Linked DNA regions of Neogale vison: region 2 is linked to region 1. The links are chromatin contacts, called in public Hi-C maps. All regions are on one chromosome and are shown on one strand. The core of a region is the stretch at or near the end of the contact, and the rest is flanking DNA. Distances in the headings are between cores, read along the strand shown.

The links. A called contact is a pair of places that touch in the nucleus more often than the background predicts.
Region 2: a Hi-C map of muscle shows a contact between it and region 1, with 6 times the contacts expected there. The contact joins the promoter of PPM1F here to the promoter of YPEL1 in region 1. A contact is called at or near these places in 2 of 3 Hi-C or Micro-C datasets (fibroblasts and muscle).

Annotation. Positions count from the first base shown.
Region 1 is chr3:213,469,202-213,475,605 of ASM_NN_V1, reverse strand. YPEL1 (protein yippee-like 1) reads left to right here and starts at 4,847. Exons shown (of 5, transcript XM_044243780.1): 1 at 4,847-4,953.
Region 2 is chr3:213,663,788-213,669,852 of ASM_NN_V1, reverse strand. It overlaps PPM1F (protein phosphatase 1F), which reads left to right and starts at 3,160. Exons shown (of 9, transcript XM_044243784.1): 1 at 3,160-3,189; 2 at 4,383-4,565.

The sequences.
Region 1 (6,404 bases), core at 3,598-6,097:
AGCACATGATCACAAACACACCACTGTGTCCACACATGGGTCTGGAGAGCCTCCCATGGGCAGTTAGACAACTGCAGTGTCCTGGATCCCATACTGCATTCCACCTTTGATGAGTGTAGCCTGATCCATCACCTTTGTTGGGCTCGAGTCCGTAATCACCAAGCAGGCTTGCTGGCAGCAGGTGTACAACACCATTGAGCACCAAGGCACTGAGTCATGGTGCGCCAGGTTCTCATGGACTCTCTCATTCCCTCTCCTCTGTGGTGCACTTCCGGTGCACTGGGGTTCTGGTGCACTGGTCTTCTGGTGCCCTGGGCAGCCCAAGCAAAAGAGCTGGGCATCTTAGAGCTCATTTACACTTCAGTCGTCCTGTAGGAGTGGCTCATTCAACAAATTATGTTGCAAGCATTGCAGATACAGCTGAGGACAAACCCAGACCCTGCCCTCAGGTGGCTCACATCCTGGTGAGAGAGACAGACAATAAACCAAACAGAAGAAAACACAGGCCAGTTGTGGTGGTGGTGGTGGCTGGGGTTGCTGAAGAGGAAAATCAAAGCTGGGTGAGGAGGGAGAGGGAGTGGTGGGTAGGAGCTTCTGGTCAGCAGAGCCTGGAGAATACTGCTTCTCCGGTGAGGACACATTTGAGCAGAATCCTGAAGAAAGGGGCCTTCCAGGGGAAGGGACAACAAGCACAGAGTCCCCAAAAAGAGGCAGCAAGGAGGTGGTGTGTCTGAAGAGTAGTAAGCAAGGGGAGGTTGTCACGAAGAATTTAACCTCACCCCCAAAGAGTGCCATTTGCCTTCTGCTTTGGGGAGGCAGTTACTAAGCTCTACCAAGAGTGCCTGTTTGCCTTGGGCGGGGGGCTTCTAATAGCCTAACAATGAGATTTCAAATAGGGACGTGGCACAATTATATTCAGGCTGGAACTGAACACACAAGAAAGACCAATGTTGTGATGAGGGGGCTGCAGACTGAGATCACTAGGAGGACACTCAATTAATCACACCTGTGCAATGAACTCCAGTAAAAGCTCTGAGCACCTGGCCCTGAAGAACTTCCCTGTCAGCAGCACCGTGTGGGCCATCCCTCACGGGCACTGAGAGGAGGGTTGTGTGCGGCTCTAAGGACAGAAGGCAGCTCACCCCTCAAGTCTGACGCTCTCCTAGACCAGTCCCTGGGTGCTTTTCCTGCAGCTGGTCTTAATCAGCATCCTTCCTGTGCTGTAAACTGTAACCGTGAGTAAAGAGCTGTGAGTCCCTCCAGGAAATTGTCAACCTTGGCTAAGGATCCACTTGGGGACTCCCAAACATGCCATTAGTGTCAGAAGTGGAGGTGGTCCTGTGGGGACTGGTCCCTCCAAATGTTGTAGTTGGCCAAATGCAGGGGTTGAAGTAGGAAATTGAGAGGGACAGGGAGGTGCCAAGTCTTGGGGGGCCATTGGAAGTACTTTGTTTTTTAGTCTGAGTGCAGTGGAAAGCTCCCGGAGGCTTTTGAGGAGGGACAGGTCTGGATTTTGTTCTTGAAGAGTCAGTGTGTGAGGAGTAAGGAGACAAAGCTTGCTGCTCACCTGTGGCAGTCATCATCATGAGAGAGAAGAGTGGCCCCAGTGTCAGGCACTGCTGGCAGGAGAGGGACTTTCTGAGGGCCCACTGTGGGGCATGATGGGGAGACCCGAGGTGAGGGGCTCAGAGGTTTTGGCTGTCCTGGAAGTTTGGCTGTGCCTTTTACTGAGGTGGTGATAGCTGTGGCTCGATTGAGGGTGCCCTGGCTTTGAGGTGTCCCCTAGAGCTCCAAGGGTGGTTCAGAGTGGGCATATGGACTTGGAAGCCTAGGATTTGGGGGCTGGGGGTCCGTGCTGAGGCACACCCTGGGAGCCATCAGGTGGTGTGAAGTGCTGCCTGACCACCACGGAGATTTGGCTGAACCCGGATGTGAGTTCTGGCAAGGAACAGGTGGAGTGGAGGGAGCCCAAGAGTGGGGAGGAGCCCAGCCAAGCTGCTCCTGGGCAGTTTTGCTTTTGAAGAATTAGAGAGAAGCATGATGATGGAGAAAATGGATATGGAGATGACACCACGTCTCCCATCCTGATGGGACAGCCCAATAAGGCAGAGACTGAGGATGCAGGAGAAAGAGGGTCCTGTGACTGAAGCAGACCAGCTAGCATGTGGGGTGGGGTAGACCTGATGAGCCAGTGACATGCAGGTCTTAGAGGACAGAGCAATGTGTGCATGGTGGTGGAAGCGGGCCGGTGGAAGGTTTAGGGTGGAAGCAGTGAGAAACACTCCTGCTGACACTGATGTCTTCAGTAAAGCAGGACACAGAGCTAGCACAGGCAGAGGGCAGGGGCTGGTGTAGGATTGTCTTCCAGGAAGGCAGAAATCTGAATGGCCACAGCAGGCGGGCAAGGGTAGGATTGTCAGGAGGACAGTTCTGCCCTAGAAAGTGGTCACCCCAAGGGAAAACATCTCTCCAGCTATAGCAGAGAGAGTCACATTTACCCAGGACTGGGGTTCACTGGGCAAGTCTGTGATGTGATAAAGGTGCTCAAGGGAGGTGAACAAAAGGAGAAGAGCCACCGGTGGGTAAGTAGTGAAGACAGGGAGTTGTGTGGCTCCCAGTGCTGGTGAAGGCAGCCGTGGTCCTGCTAACAGGAGAGGGCCAGAGAGCACAGTGTTGTGACCCAGAGTGGGCTTCTGGAGGGTGTGACAACAGGGACCAGGCAGCGGGTGGCAGACCGCAGGCCACGGTTGATAGCCTGTGAAATCACATAGAGAGTCATGTGCAGGATGTCATCAATAAAAATAAAACTGAAAAGAACAGTGTTAGGGCGTTACACAAGACAAGACAAGACTACGTCTTAAATCGTGAAACTTTTTCATACGTATGTGTACTAGATCATAATGTAAAATGGGTTTTTAAAGCTTTAAATTTGCCATTTTAACTGTTAAGTGTATAATTCAGTAGCATTGATACATTTACATTGTTGTGCAGTCATCCACACTACCCTCCAAATTTCTCATCACTCCAAATAGAAACTTTGTACCCATAAAATGTATTCTTTACTGTGGTCATAGTTAAAAACATTTAAAAGGCACTGGTCAGTGGTCAGGAAAGGGATCCATCCTGGGGGTCATGCAGAGGGCAAGATTCTTGCAGGAGAGGGGGCAGTGAGCTCACAGGCCAGGGTACTGGATTCACATGCATCACATGCATCAATCCCTTAGATTTTAAGGAAAAGATGTATTTCTGAGGATGAAGCTAGGAACTACAATGCAAAGCACAATAGGAAATCTGGTGCAAAAATATTCCAAGAATGCAGGAATCCAAAGAAATGGAGCGGAAATCATCAATGTGCCTAACGAGCACATAGTTATTTGGGTATGTTAAATTCAATATTCTGCAGCCACTAAAATCATTCATTAAAAACTGCAGTAAGAGTAAAATGCCCCTTCTCAAAGCAAGATACAAAATTACATAAACGTTGACTCACATAAAAATTAGGATTTTTTTCAATAGAGGACTGGCTAAGATACTTGCTGTAGCAAAAACAACAAAAGCATAATATTTAAGACAATCTAAGGAATCTCTAAAATTTACAAGAGAAATGAGCCCCCTACACTCAGTTGCAAACTGAAGATCTGAAAGTTGGAAATAGAAGCTATGAAAGACTTAACAGTTAATGAAGAGATGCTAACACTCCTCTGAAAAGTGCATCTTAAAAACAATCATGAGTTCCCACTTTGCAGCCAGGTTTGTAAAAGAGGGGGAGCTGGAGACATTGCCAGGAGAATGGCTGAGTTCTGACAAATGGATAGTATCCAGAGACCTTCTAAGTACGGTAATAAATCAGATGCACATCCAAAGACGCTAAGAGATCTTTACATATACACTGCATTGCAAAAAAGAAACAAGATCTAAAGAAGGCTAACATTTATTAAAATGTTATATACATTGTGACCTCAACACTGTGGTTTTTAAAAAATTATGTAACTTAAGAAACAACCTATAGTGGAAAGTTGTGGGGCCAAAAAAATAATGACTTGAGAGTCATAGAGGGATGGGGTGTGGACATGAAGATGTGGGCTGCCTGGGGGGCCAGGAGGGCCACGTGGAGGATGGAGCTTCCTGTCGAATCCGATCTGGAACAGAGAGCCAGATGCAGAGGTTCTCAGGCAGAGTGACTTGGAGCGTTCGGGGAGGATGGAGTGGGCGAGCGCGGAGGACCCCGTATTCTGGGAACCGAGTCTGCGAGTGGTCCGGCCAGGGAAGCCCAAGTCCTGCGCACGGCCGACCCATGAGCCCCGCTTCGGCCCCGGAAGCTGCGGCCCTCACGTCCATGAGCCGACCCAGGCGTGCGGAGAGACCGAGTGGCGCACGGGCTCCCCACCGCGGGAGAAGCCTGCGGGCGAAGACCGTGGGCTGAACACCCAAGCTCAGGACAGACCGCGCTTGCGCACTGCGATCCTCTTTGAGCCCGCCCCAGGGCCCGCCCCTCCGCGCAGGGTCCCGCCCCCAGGCCCTTCAACTCTCATAGGCTGGCTCCGAGGCCGCGCTCGGCAGGCCGGCCAATGGGAGCGTGGCGCGCCCCGCGGCACGTGCGCCCCCGCCCAGCCCGGTCGAGTGCGAGCGGGTCCAGCTCCGGGGCGCGGAGCGCGCGGGGAGGGAACGCGCGAGAGGGGCGGGGCACGGGGCGGAGCGCGGGCGGGGGGGCGCGCTGATTGGCCGACGCCGCGTTCCGAGGCCGTTAACGGCGGCGCGGCGGGGCCGCGGCTCCAAAACAAAGGGCAGGCGGCCCGCGGGGCGGCGGCGGGAGGATGCCTCGCGCCCTGCGGAGGCGCCAACGGCCGCAGCGCGTCCCGGGCCGCGCCGGCGCCGCCTGAGAGCCGAGCCCGCGCTAACCGGGGCCCGGGCCGGATGGGCGCTGCGGGCCGGGGCGCGGACCGCCGAGCGGCCGTGAGTACGGGCGGGCCTGGACACTGTTGCGCGGGCGGCTACTTTGTGGCGACCCGAGGCTCCTGCGACAGCGGGCGGGGCCCGGAGGCACCTGTTGGGCGTCAGGGCCGGCGGGCGGGGCGCGAGCGGGCCGCACCTGTGGATGTTTTTGTTCTGATTTGATTTTTTTGTTGTTATTTGGCTCACTCCGTGTTGGAGCAGACCACAAAGCCTGATCTTTGATTTTGCCCTCCTTTCTTCCTTCCCTTGCCTGCCTCGTTCCCACTTCAGCCACGAAAAAAATTTACAGAGAGAATGAACTAGATGCCTGCTGTTAATGGGCTTTTCCCTCTTTAACAACAACAACAAAAAATGTTGCGACCCGGAGTGAAATGAGGACAAAAGAGGGTTCCTAGGAATGTTTATTAGAAGAGGGGGATGTTTTCGAGTTACCCACATAAAGATCGTGACTAAAATGAATTGTTCTCTGTATCAGTTCCCTGCTTGTAGCACTAGGTTTGTTTTTTTTTTTGTTTTTTTTTTAAAGCACAGCTTGCAGGAGCCATAGCTTGGGAAACCTGCTCAGTAGGGTCCCCCTCCCCCAGGCCTGCCTCTGATTGACATCTTTGATGTCCAGATAATGTGCTGAGTTCCAGGATTGGGGGGAAAAAAAAGACTATAATTTCATTTTGCAAAGATAATGGCTTTGGAAAGACCTCAGTTTCCCCACCCCCAAGCTTTTTTGTTCAGTTGCATTTCTTCTTCCTCTTTCTGGCCAGAACACACACTTTAACCTGTTGTTTCCTTTGCCAAGAATGTTATTCTTTCCACCCACTTCCCTCCTAAACTAAGCAAGCCTCAAGAGGAGGCTTACCTCCTCTAGGGAACTCTTCCAGGTGCCTCACCTGAGCAAGCCTGGCTCTCTCCCACACCTGTGCACGCTCCAGCCTCTGCTCGGTGCCAGGAGCTGTGCTGGATGCTGGGATGATTGAGTTTTTGTAATTGTGCGCTGATTCCCTCTTATCCCTGGCCCCGGGTTCTTGGGTGACAGTCGTGGTACACTTGAGGAATGCTAATACTGAAGCTCTCCTGGACCCTTATGCTCCCTTCCCTTGCATCTCACAGGGTTAGAGTGTCTTCTCCTTGCAGGAACCTCTCAGAGGTAGGACCAGAGCGAAATCCTGTCCCACCACAGACCTGTAGCGCGGAGTCTGGCTTCTGCTGGGCACTTAAGAAAAAAAATAGCTGAATAATCTTAATTACCAATCTGAGCAATAGCCTTTGCTTTTTTTTTTTTTTTTTAAAGATTTTATCTTTAAGTAATCTCTACACTCAGTGTGGGGCTCCAACTCACAACCCTGAGATCAAGAGCCACAGTCTGCACTGACTGAGCCATCCAGGAGCCCCCGTAGCCTTTGCTTTTTAAACGAACTTCTTGTTTTGTAATAACTTTAGATTTCTGTGAAAGTTGC
Region 2 (6,065 bases), core at 1,911-4,410, 200 kb before region 1:
CGGCACTGCCAGCAATGGGAAGCTAAGCGGGAGTCCTGAAAGTCAGGGGTGAGGGTTTGTCCCTTCTTTCCAAGGTCACAGCATGGCTGATGGTTTGAAAACCCAAGAGCAATGTCACCACCCCATATAGACCTGTGTAGACCCATGTCTACGATAGGTCCGGCAAAGTGAGAAGGGGCGGGGCAGGAAGATAGGAGGAGGTAGGTGTGACCACCCACAGACGCCTGAGGTCGTGTCAGGGGGAGTAGAGGGTTTGGGATGGGGTTTCAGAATAATGGACATGTGGGGACAAGGAAGGGGTTGTCAAAGGGGGCAGAGACAGTAGCAAAACCCAGGCTGAACACTTTGGGAGCTCCGTGTGGTCTGCTCACCTCCGCCAGGGGCGCAGCCGGGTAAGAGAGGCAGAGCTCAGAGGCAGTAGCTGGGTGGAGTGGGTGACATGGAAAGACTCCTTTCACAAAGGTGAAAGCCAAGAGCCAGAAGCTGAGGCGTGATGGAATTCACAAGGGGAGGGGTTGCCAGAAGCCACAGGGCACAAGTCATTTCACAGGCAACGCCTTGGCCTAGTTCCCCTAAAGGGCCAGCTCCAGGCCAAGTGGCAGTGCCTCACTTTGCTGTTATCTCTAAGCCACCAACACTGAATGCAATCAGTGCTTCAAAGAATCTAATTTAGGCCCTCGCAAAGGAGGCCCGCAGGGACCCCAGCTTTCACAGGCACCCCATTTCACCGTGCAGGAGGGCCTGTGCCAAGTACCACTTCCCCTGTGCCCTGGTTCTCAAACTTCACCCCATAGTCATCCTGATGCCGGCAGTCTGGACAGACTTTAAGAAACACTGATGCAGGGTCTCACAACGACCCCGTGAGATAGCTTGGTTGCTACAGTCCGCATTTTCCTGATAAGGAAACAGGCTCAGATGAGCTAAGGAACATGCCCAAGGTAGGACAAGTCATAAGAAGTAACCTCAAGGGGCACCTGGGTGGCTCAGTGGGTTAAGGCCTCTGCCTTCGGCTCAGGTCATGGTCCCAGGGTCCTGGGATCGAGCCCCGCATCGGGCTCTCTGCTTGGTAGGGAGCCTGCTTCCCCCTCTCTCTCTGCCTGCCTCTCTGCCTACTTGTGATCTGTCAAATAAATAAATAAATCTTAAAAAAAAAAAAAAAAAGTAACCTCAAGCCTTGCTTGGGGTCATCACACTGACAGGGGGTTATGGGATCTAAGAAGGTGTAAGTAGGAGAACGACATGAGCCAGCGCCTCTCTCCCACCCTGCTTTCTCTGCCTAAATACTCCCTGCCTTCTAGGCTTGCCTCTACCCGAAATGGTTTCCTTTCACATCAGCCAACTGCTAGTTCTCTAAGGTTCGTTGCTTCCCTAAACCCCTCCTGTTAGTGAAGCATCCCGGAGACTGTGATTCCTGGGAAGGAGTGAGCCCCATATGTGGGCCTGAAAGTCAAGGAGGTGGGGCTGCAGTACGGCTTTAGAGGGCCCTCCTTCCATAAAAATGTTTTAAATTTTTTTAATTATACCATACAACTGTATTAATATAAAGATAACTATATTAATACTGTATATTAAAGCATGTCCTTTGATCTCAAAATTCATTTATTTCTTCTAGCTCATTTATTTCTTCTGGGCATCTATGATGGCAGAAATATGCCCCCTCCAAAGATGTCCAGGTCTTCATACCTGGAATGTGTGTTAGATGGCAAAGGAGAACCAGGGTTGCAGACAGAATGTTGGTGTCATATCTACACATCTAACTTTTTTTTAAAGATTGATTTATCTATCTTATTTATCTATCTTATTTTATTTATCTATCTATGGGGCACCTGGATGGCTCAGTCGTTAAGCGGCTGCCTTCAGCTCAGATCATGATCCCAGGGTCCTGGGACAGAGCCCCACATCGGGCTCCCTGCTCAGCGGGAAGCCTGCTTCTCCCTCTCCCACTCTCCCTGCTTGTGCTCCCTCTCTCACTGTGTCTCTCTCTAGCAAATAATAAATAAAATCTTAAAAAAAAAAAAAAGATTTATCCATCAGAGAGAGAGTGCCCACGGGCAGAAGGGAGAGGCAAGAATCTCCAACAGACTCCCAGCGGGGCTAGATCCCAGGACCCCTGGGTCATGACCTGAGCCAAAACCAAGGATTCTCCGGCTCAACCCACTCCGGCACCCCATCATTTAACTTTTCAATACTGAGATTATCCTATCTCATCTGGGCAGCCCAGTGGCATCATAAGGGTCTTTAAAAATGGAACAGGGAATCCAAAGAGAAAACGAGAGAGGTGGCAGCAGGAGGACTTGTCCAGATGTTCCTGGCTTTGAACATGGAAGAGGCTGCAAGCCAAGGAATGGGCAGTCTTTAGGAACCAGTAAAGCAAAGGAACAATTCCTGGCTAGAGGCCCCAGAAAGGAACGCACCCTACCAACACTTCAGACTTACAGCCCATCATCCCTTGCGGGCTTCTGACCTTCAGAATTGTAAATAATAAATTTGTGTAAGTTTGTGGTAATTGTCATAGCAGCAATAAGACACGAACACAACGCCAAAAGTATGCTGGGCCCCCAGGGACTGTGCCTCATCGCCTGATGGCCCACCGGCCTTGGGGCAGTCTGGGTCTGTATGTGCCTGCTCTGCGGTTCACCAGCTGCCCATAGCACATGTTGCTTAATATCTGGGCGCTGGGGGCACCTGGATGGCTCAGTGGGTTAAAGCCTCTGCTTTCAGCTCCCGTCGTGATCCCAGGGTCCTGGGATCAAGCCCCGCATCGGGCTCTCTGCTCAGCGGGGATTCTGCTTCCTCCTCTCTCTTTTCTCTGCCTACTTGTGATCTCTGTCTGTCAAATAAATAAATAAAATCTTTAAAAAAAAAATCTGGGCGCTGTGAGATAGGAATTGCTTTCCCCATCTACACAACCACCCGAGGCTTGAGAAGGGAAGCAGTTCGCCAGTGATCACACATTTTGCTCCAGAACCCAGGATGGGGACCGTGTCGCCGCGCAACCCTTTTTGGGTGGAGCGCAGCTCTTCTCCACCGGTAACGAAAGGGCAGCGAGGCCGCCAGGGGGCAGCAGAGGCCCGACCCCGCCCGTCCTCGGCCCGACTGCGCCTGCGCGGAGCCCGAGGCGGCGGGGGACGGGAAGTGGGCGGGGCCGGCCAGGAGCGGCTCGCTGGGCAGGGAGCGGCGGAGTAGCAGGTGAGGCCATGGGGGTCCCGAGAGTGAGGAGGCCCGGGGCATGGGACCGGGGGGCTGACCTCGCAGGAGTGAGGCTCAGGTGGGGACTTGAGACATATAGGGGTGAAACGGGGCGCTGAGAAACCGGAGGGTGCGGAATAGGGGGGCTGGGGAGGCAGGGAGGCCGAGACGGGAAGACCAAAGGGGTTCAGGGGCAGAGTGGGGGACTGAAGAACGGAGGGAGTAACCAAAGACCTGAGGAACCCGAGGCAGAGAATTGGAGGGCCAGGGAGGCAAGGGTGCAGACCTGAGGGGCCAGGGGCCGGCGGGGGTGTGGCCAAGCCGAAGACCAGGTGGGAACCGAAGGCGGTGTTGCAGAATGGATGTTGAGGGGTGACGTGCCCCCCTTTGCCGGTGTCCGAGCCCCTGTTCTTAGGAGCATCTGGGTTGGGCCCACTGCCCTGATCCCTACCTCACCAGCCCCTGCACCTTTGCGGGTCCACATCTCTGCCCACGTGCCCTCACCCCGCGGCCTGCCCCCGCCCGTGGCCCCCGTCCAAGTGATTTAAAGCGAGTGTTTAGTGAAAGCGAATGCTTGGGCTGCTGCCCTTTCAGCCCTAGGTGTGTGAGATAGGAATATAAGGCAGGGAGGTGATAGACTTCACCACTGGTTGCTGTGTGACCTCATGCAATCCTCTTAACGTCTGTGCAGTAGGGAGAAATGGCACCCCGTTTTAGAGATTTTAATGCGGGGCTTAACACATAGCTAGGGCTAGTTGATAGTGATGGACTTCTCCCGCACAGCCTTCCACCCAGCAGGACACATGCCCTGACTGACACATGTCCTCATGGTATTTCCTGGGGCAAGGCCTGTGGGCAGGGCTCTACTCCCACCACGGGAGATGGAATGTAAGGCCAGCTCTGTGAGGTCATCTCTAGCACACTTCTGGCCTTTTTTCTTCTTATTATTCTTTTTTTTTTTTTTTTAAAGATTTATTTATTTCAGAGAGAGAGAGAAAGCTGGAGTGAGAAGCAGGGGAGAGGGAGAGAGAAACCCCAGCAGACTCCTGGTGAGCACAGAGCCCAGTGCCTGGCTCCACACTAGGCTCGATCTCACAACCCCAGCTGAAGCCAAGAGCCAGTCGCTCAATCGACTGCACTACCGAGGTGCCCCTTACTTCTGGCTTTCATGGCCATATATGTTCTGTTGTCAGATCTCACTCTTTCCCACCTGTAACCAAGCCCGAAGCGACAAAAGGTTTCAGAAGACCTTCTGTGAGTCCGGCTTTGCCATTTCCTACCTGTGTGACCTTAGGCAGACAGCTTACCCTCCCGGAGACTATTTCTTCATCTGCAGTGTGGCCTAACAGCTTATTCTCAGGAGAGTTGTGCAAGAGGTAACAAAACAAATACCACTCCAAATACCACTTTGAAAGCTGTAAACCTCCTTACCAGTTCATTTGTAGAATTCCTTTGAGATACTGCCGGAGGCCCTCCCTGCCTTTAAAACCTTTCTCCTCTGATCACGGTCATGGTTGGGGTTCTCCCCAGAATATCCTAACTTCCTCTTTGAAGGTGTCGGGCCTCAGGGTGCTTATCTCAGCCCACACCACCCACTGGCAGTGGCAGAAGGCAGCCTGCGTCTTCCCTCTGCCGTCACACTTGCCAGCTGCCATGCACAGAGGGACGGGCTCATGCCTCAGAGGGCAGGGGTGGGCTTCCTGACTCAGGGAGCAGAGCGTCTAGTTGAGAAAGTCAAGCCTCTAAGAAAGTGGTGGGTCCCCAACAATGTGAGTGTACCTAATGCCCCAGAACTGTAGAGGGGAAAACGGGCAGAACAATAAATTGTATGTCACGTGTATTTTACTGTACATTTTTTAAGAAAAAAAAGATACATGTGTAGGAAAAGATCTAGAAAATTGATACCATATTCTTCGCAGTGGTTACTTAGGAATAAACAAGATTCTCCATTTACAGAAAAGCTTTTAATAAAGAAGGCAATACTGTTATAACGATGACACAGTTTCCTTTCTTAAGGATTGCTGTCTTTTGCTTTACTTCTGGGTTCTGAAGTTGAGCAGGACTCTCAACAAGTATTTTGTCTGTACCATCTAGAAAAAGGCAGTTGAGGCAACTGGGTGCCTCAGTTGGTTAAGCGGCCGACTCTGGATTTCAGCTCAGGTCATGAGCTCAGACCTGGGATTGAGCCCTGGGTTGGACTCTGCTCTTAGCTGGGAGGCTGCTTGAAGATTCTCTCCCTCTGCCCTTATACCTGCTTATGCTCCCTCTCTCTCTTAAATAAATAAAATTTTTTTTAATCAAGAAAAAGCCAGTTGTGGGGCACCTGGGTGGCTCAGTGGGTTAAAGCCTCTGCCTTCGGCTCAGGTCATGATCCCAGGGTCCTGGGATTGAGCTCCGTATCGGGCTCTCTGCGCAGCAGGGAGCCTGCTTCCTCCTCTCTCTCTACCTGCCTCTCTGCCTACTTGTGATCTCTGTCTGTCAAATAAATAAATAAAATCTTAAAAAAAAAAAAAAAAGAAAGAAAAAGCCGGTTGTACAAATATGCGTTAGTTGAGTTTATGAGTCAAAACCCATAAACTAGAGGAAAATAAATATTTTTTTCTTTGGGATCGAGCACATGGAAGGCACTTTGGACCCCAAAGGTGTTGCAGTTCAGCAGAGCTTGGCTCAAAGAGGTCTGAGGTAGGGGTGGGGCCAAAGTGGGACTGGACAAGGCAAATCACAGAAGCAGGGAGGTGAGGGTCTGGAACAGAGTGATGGGCACAGAGATGGAAGAAGAGGCCATGAGTGACTGAATTCCCAGGCTGGTGACCCAGTGAGGAGGGGGGGCGGGTGAGCCCCCAGGGTGAACCCCATCGAGGGACTTTGAACAAGTC